2 separate regions of the Ovis aries genome follow, and region 1 is linked to region 2. Evidence: chromatin contacts called from public Hi-C data. All regions are on one chromosome and are shown on one strand. The core of a region is the stretch at or near the end of the contact, and the rest is flanking DNA. Distances in the headings are between cores, read along the strand shown.

Region 1 (3,396 bases), core at 56-2,555, 140 kb before region 2:
TCAGCTGATGTGACTAGAACCCAGTCTGTCATCAAGAGAGCAGAGAGGTTCATTCGTGAACGTTCTCCACTCCCCTAAAGCCTCACACAACCCCATGAAGCAGACACTCTCCTTACTCAATTAAGGGAAGAGGAAGTCTTTGTCCACACAGCTCGTCACAGCGCTGGAGGAGGCAGAACATTACTACCTAGACGGTCCATCTCGTTGTCCTCTGCGCCAGACTCGGCTCAACCAGATAGCCCTTCCTACAATTATGCACAGATGGGGATGCACCTGGACGGAAGGCATGTGAAATCACTCGATCCCTCATCTTCTCTCTCCGTCTCCTTTCAACTTAGCAACTCACTGCTTGATGGCAGAAACTGATGTCTGATGGAGAAAACCTTTGCATCTGGAAAGCCAAAGCCCACACATGGGTCACTCCTTGGGTTAGGAGAGCCCTCCGCATTTTTAGCCAGGTTAGGAGATAAAGTCCGGCTGCCAGAGTGAGGACCGCATTTGCTCGTTAAACAGCAGGAGAGGAGTCAAAGCTACTTCCCACCTGGCCATCCTGACATCAGAGTGAGTGTGCTGGAAACCTCATCACTGCCCTCAGCTTCTATGGAAACACTCAGCGGACTAAAAGGGGCCATCATTTCTAGTGAAGTTCTACCCAGGGGACACTCGCCCTCCTCCAGGATTCTCTGAGTGCTAGGTGCCCAGCTTCACATTTGCTCCATGGCAAGCTATTAAATATTAGCTGAAAAGGACTTGGAGAAAGATGAACGCTATCTCCTTCCTGTGCTGGGAGACCTTCTCAGCAGAGGAACTTGCTCCGGGGCCCAGAGCCCTGCCCAATGCTCGTGGAGGCCACGAGCATGCTCTGCCTGCTACATGGAGCCCCACTCATTTGTGAAGATTTCTGCCTACTTTTGTTCTCGAGAGGAGAGATGCTGGCGTTAACTTAGAGAAATGGGAGAATGAACCGGGGTGAATCAAGGAAGGCAGTCCTTGGCAGGATGCGGCTCCTCCGGCCAACACAAAAGGATTCACCTGGGAAAGGGGCCAGCTCAGGAAGGGCTTTGTGAGCGGCTCCTTGGCCGGAAGCTTCTGCCAAGCCGGCCAGTGGAGTGCCAGCCAGGCCATAGGTCACTCTTGCAGGGGCATTGGCCGAGCAAGGTGGCCGGTCCCTTCTCCAACTCGGCCAGCTGTCCAGTAGGAGGTGCTGTGGCCTCCACACTGGCAGAGCTCAAACATCTGCCTCTGATGGACCCTGCACTCCCCAGGACTAGGGCCCAGTTGCCAGCCCTGCAGCTGGCAAAAGGAGCTGGTGCTTACAGGCTGCCCAGGCCAGGCCTCCCTGGCAGTCCTGCGTCCTTAGGGATGATACATTACATGATACATAGTCATCATTCTAGCGGCTGTTTACTGAGCACCTAATGTGTGCCAGGTGCTTTAACTCTGTTACTTCGCCAAAATTTCACATGAAGCTCCTGGATTAAGTATAATTATGCCCACTTTACAGATATGAAAGGCAAGGCTCAGAAGCCACATGATCAGTGAGCAACAGAGCTGGGTCTTTACAGACAGGTCCAGGCTCCTTCCACTACCCACAGAACCTCACATCTTGTCATTCCAGCTAGGTTGCCTCTCCTCTGGGATCCAGGATTTCCTCTACTGGCTAGCGCAGCCTTCAAGGGTACCACAAAAGGGATTCAAATAGATTCTGGGCCCCAGAGGGGAGAGATCAGGTTCTAAGTGGCCGCATGAGATTGGGCAAGTCATGTCCCATTTCTGATGGAACTTCAGATCTCTCATCTGTAAACATCATCTCCAAGGGCTATTGCAAGGCCAAGGGAGATGATGTCTGGAAGGGCTTTAACTTAGCCTGGAGAATCTTGAGGGGTTCTTGGAGGTGGTGATGCCTCATCTTGAACCTTAGGTCCCACTAGGGTCTGGCCTGGAGAAGCCACCTGGTGAATCCCTGCAGAACTTGTTTCTTGTGTGAATGCTTATTGAGTGTTGCAAGCTCTGGGAGTTGGTATGGACAGGGAAGCCTGGTGTGCTGCAGTCCATGGGGTCACAAAGAGTCAGACACGACTGAGCAACTGAACTGAACGGAACAGAACCTGAAGATGAGGTCCCTGTGGTCATGCTGCCTGCAGTCCCCAGCAGAGCCTTGGGCACAGGTAGGTGTTGCCTGCTCCTCATCTGCTCTATAGGCAGAAATGGAACATCACCTTACTCCAGGGAACACTTGGCAAGGTCTGGGCATATTTTTCTCATCGCAAACAGCAGAGGTAGAGGGTGCTACTGGCACCGAGTGGGCAGAGACCAAGGGATGCTGTTCAGTAACCTCTGATGCACAAGACAGTCCCCACCGCAAAGACTGACCCAACTTTGAACTTGAACTAAAGTGTCCATCTTGTTGATGGTGAGAAGCCCATTTGAGTCCAGGTTTACTGCCTTCTAGTATTTTACCGAGGGGGCAACTGAAGTCCAGAGGGGGCATCGGCTGACTGGGCTATGTTGAGGCCCACGTGTCACAGTTCTGAAGGTCCCTTTGTGAATCCTCATGACCAGATGCCCATGAGCTTGGCTCTGTGTACAGGTTGGGCATGTGTTATCTCACTGAATCCTCACAAGCAGCTTGTGAGGCTGGTACTATTATAAACCAAGCACAGAGAGGTTAGACAACCTTCCCAGAGTCACACAGCTGTAGCAAACAAAGCAGGGATTTGAACCTAGGAGTACTGGGATCCAAAGCCCATATTTTTTGCTTCACCTGGCCCACCTGTGGCAGAGTCCCCATCAGAAACACAGCAGCCTTGTTTTCCAAAATAAACAGAAGAATCCTAGAAAGGTTCTTAGGATCTTCATCCCCATTGCTCTCAGGGTCATTAATCACTGGACTCCTGCTGTTTGGGGACTTTCTGGTCCTTTTCAGGATCAGCCACCCTCATGTGGCCTTGGCCAAATGCTCTGGCCTCTCTGAGCCTCAATTTCCCCACCTGAAAACAGACTCCAGGGCCAGTGCCTACTGGGTGCTCTCTGGAATGAGATCACACATGCCTGGTCCAGCCCCCTGCAGAGGACAAGCCAGCTCTGTCCCTCTTCAAAGCCCCTCTCCTTCCTGGTAGCAGCAGTTCTGGTTCCGGCTTTGGAGTGACCTGGTGGGCTTTTCCATGGCCAGGATTAAGGAGTCTTTACATATTTGTGTGGGCGGCTGGGTAGCTGCCCTGCTTTGCTCCTGAACAAAGACGCCTCATAGCACTTTCTTCTGCTCCCGCCTCCAGGGTGCTGGGAGCTGGCTCAATGGAGTGCTTGTGCCCTTGTGAGCAGCATTGTGCATTGTCAGAGGCCAGACCCAGCTGCCTGGGGGTCCGCGATCAAGGTCACATGGGGCGGGGCGTGCTG
Region 2 (3,349 bases), core at 679-3,178:
AAGCCTCTACAAAGACAGCTCTAGGAAGAGGCGTATGTAACAGGGGAGGACCTTGCAGCCTTCACACCCTCAGCATCTGTCTGAAAATGCAGATTTTATAGAAGAAGGACGGGGTCTGGGGCTGGAGTGTGAAGGGGTTACTTCAAGTTGCGCTCAAGTTCTTTTCCCTGAATAGGAGGGAGCAAGCTGACAGTTCATCTTCTAAAATCCCCCTCTTTTGAAAGAGAAAATTATGGCTCACTATTTAATAGCTCTCCCAAGAGTAAAAATGATGTACACCATGGAACCAGGTCAGGAGGCCCTCATCAGCAGCTTCTGCCCAGAGCTAGACAGACTCCAGGAAGAGATGATTCTGCCTGCTAAGCACCCTTGCATGCACCACAAGCCACACAGAACAGCCTGGCCATCATGAGTACCAACACACAGCCCTCAGGAAGGAGTAATCAGTTCTGCGTGAGCTGATCCCTCCAGCCGGGGTCCAAGAGAGCCTATGCTGGGTCTGCCTCCTGGGTCTGAAATGTCATTTCCCTTCCAGATTAAAGAGCTCACGGGCAACCTCAGCAGAAACTCTCCATCCTCCAGCCTGTCACCCGGCTCAGGGGGCACAGACTCAGACTCCTCCTTCCCACCCACACCCACCGCAGAGAGGAGCGTGGCAATCTCGGTGAAGGACCAGAGGAAAGCCATCAGGACGCTGTTGGCTTGGGTGCAGAGAAAAACGAGGAAGTAAGCCCCATGCCCTGCTCCCCAGCACCCCGTGCTGCTACCAGGCAGAGGGAGGAGGGCAGAGGAAGGGGGCATCACCATGTATTCTGTTCTGCGTCCATTACGTGCCAGCGCTTCATGTAGACTCTCAGAACAGGGAATTCTGTCCTTTCCGTGTCTGCACACAAAACTGTACTCGCTCAGTGTTTGGTTTGCAGAAATCTGATGAGAGAATTTGGATAGAAATCCAAGGGGCCTTCACCACTTTAAATCCCTAAGTGGGATTGGTCCTTGGATCCTAGTAACATGGACATGTTTATTATTATGGGTTTCCAGGTGGTACTAGTGGTAAAGAACCCACCTTTCAATGCAGAAGACCATAAGAGATGCTGGTTTGATCCCTGGGTCAGGAAGATCCCTTGGAGAAGGGCATGGCAGCCCACTCCAGTGTTCATGCATAGAGAATCCCAAGGACAGAGGAGCCTGGTGGGCTACAGTTCATGGGGTCACAAAGAGTCGGACATGACTGAAGCAACTTAGCACCCTTATTATTAAGCTTCTGGGTATCTTTCAGGGTCTAAACCTACTTAAAAGCAAGTAGCAATCAAGGCTGCAACCTATCAGAGTCAGGTCTGGCCCTCCCAGCACCGAGACAGGTGAACTGGAACCAAATCCTTGGACTTGTGTTTAACCCCTGCCAGACTGGGAAGACACGCTGCGTCAGTTTCCTCTCTATGCTGCACCTATAAGATGGTGACTTACTACTCACCCCCTTATGGGGTAGTTAGGGTTAAATGAAATAAACTCTGTGAAGGCAGAGTACCAGCACTTCATAAGCACTTAGCATCAGATCCCATCTTCCCCATATATGGAGATAAAAGGTGGCAGGAAAAATAACAGATGGGAGGGAGGTTAGATCTTAGGGGTTTTGATTAAGGAGTTAAACATGATAGAGTTGATTAATGTGAACAACCATTAAATGTTTTAAAATAAATCAGAAGTGAGCTTGTTGCCAGGAGTTAGGGTGACTGTAACGGAGAAGAAGGGTATTTCAGGGGAGACAGTCTGTATGACCGCTGTGGCAGGGATCACAGGAATGGGTGCTTGAGACAAAGTGCCCTGGTGCTTCTGCCACATCTGTGACAGTGAAACCGATGGAATCCTAGTACGTGGCTATAGCCCTGGCTCATCTGTGGCTCGTAGCCCTGGACCCACATCAGTGTCTGGTTCTGATGACACTCGCCTGTAACATAAGACTCTGTGTGGAGGGAAGCAGATGATGCGTACCAAGGGCTCTTTGTACTGCTTTTGCAACTTCTTATGAATCTCCATAAATATCTAAATAAAAAGATATTTGTGTTTTTTTTTAAGAGCGTTCAGTGACCCCAGGAGGGAAATTGGCAGCAGGAAGAGGGGCTCTCGAGGGATGGAGTCTAAAGGAAATTAATACAGGAAGACCTCTCCTTGTCATTTTTAAAGTTGTAATTTTATTTCTACTAATCATGACATTAGCTAGCACTTACTGAGCGGCTTCTGTGGGGCACCTACATCACACGTGGTCCACATGGTATAGCCACTCTGGGGGCGGGTTCAACCTAATACTGCCCCATGACAGCTCTGTTTTATAGATTTGAGGCTAAGAAGGTACGTGATCTGCCCAAGGCCACAGTGCTGGAAGCACAGAGGGGCAGCCGGGGTGTGAACATGAACTTTCTGGCTCCATTTTATGACATGACACACCCGTGTTTGCTGCATTTCAAAGATCACTGATAAAAGGAATCATGTGTTAAATGAAGGCTTTATGTATCTATCTGGGAGGGGGAACTCAAGTTCCTGTTATGTCTCCTTGTGCGACATAACCTTCCTGTTCGGTTTGTCCGGAAATGGAAACACAGATGGGTCAGTGCAGCTGTCCTGATACTCAGGGCCCGGGGCATCTAGTCCTCGCCAGGTCAGCAGCTCCCGGCCCCACTCGGAGGCCAGCGAGGCATCCCTAAGTCTATTTACCCACCTGCCCTGCGGCTGCTGCTTCCCTTCAGGTATGGCGTGGCGGTGCAGGACTTTGCAGGCAGCTGGCGGAGCGGGCTGGCTTTCCTGGCTGTGATCAAGGCCATCGACCCCAGCCTGGTGGACATGAAGCAGGCGCTGGAAGACTCCATGCGGGAGAATCTGGAGAAGGCTTTCAGCATCGCTCACGATGCCCTTCACATCCCCAGGCTCCTGGAGCCAGAAGGTAGCTGTGGTCCTCTCTCTTCTCTTTCTTCATAGTTTATTTTTAACCTGTAACACCTTCTGTCCACGTGGAAATTCTGGAGAATACAGAAACATCTAATGAAGTCATTTTTATATCTCCTATATTCCTGCCGCTGACATAATTTCCCCAGTGTTTTTCCTTATATCTCAATACAATTTTTTTAACGTAATTGAGATCATTCAGGGTATGTATGACTTTGTCTCTTCCTTTTTTTTTTTTTTTCTTTAAGGCTTTTAGAACTTTTTTTTATTGTGAAATATAACAGATATGTACAAAAATGCATGAAACAAACATGCATCTTTGTGATTCTATGATAATCACATGTGAACATCTGCATGGCTACCAACCAAGTTCACAGCCTGCAGGCCCCTGTGCTTCTTCCCATTACTA

The links. A called contact is a pair of places that touch in the nucleus more often than the background predicts.
Region 1: a contact with region 2 is called in a Hi-C map of hypothalamus, with 3 times the contacts expected there. The contact joins two enhancer-like sites. A contact is called at or near these places in 2 of 16 Hi-C or Micro-C datasets (hypothalamus and liver).

Annotation. Positions count from the first base shown.
Region 1 is chr18:57,942,805-57,946,200 of ARS-UI_Ramb_v3.0, reverse strand. No RefSeq gene overlaps it. Among named protein-coding and RNA genes, the nearest start is that of CLMN, 46 kb to the right of the region's middle. Within about 2 kb of position 1,305, at least 7 of the 54 cell types and tissues checked have an H3K27ac peak or open chromatin away from gene starts, as enhancers often do. A contact at or near this core is called in hypothalamus, where this site is marked.
Region 2 is chr18:57,804,595-57,807,943 of ARS-UI_Ramb_v3.0, reverse strand. It overlaps CLMN (calmin), which reads left to right. Exons shown (of 14, transcript XM_042235441.2): 6 at 536-726; 7 at 2,745-2,938. Among named protein-coding and RNA genes, the nearest start is that of DICER1, 58 kb to the right of the region's middle. Within about 2 kb of position 1,928, at least 5 of the 54 cell types and tissues checked have an H3K27ac peak or open chromatin away from gene starts, as enhancers often do. A contact at or near this core is called in hypothalamus, where this site is marked.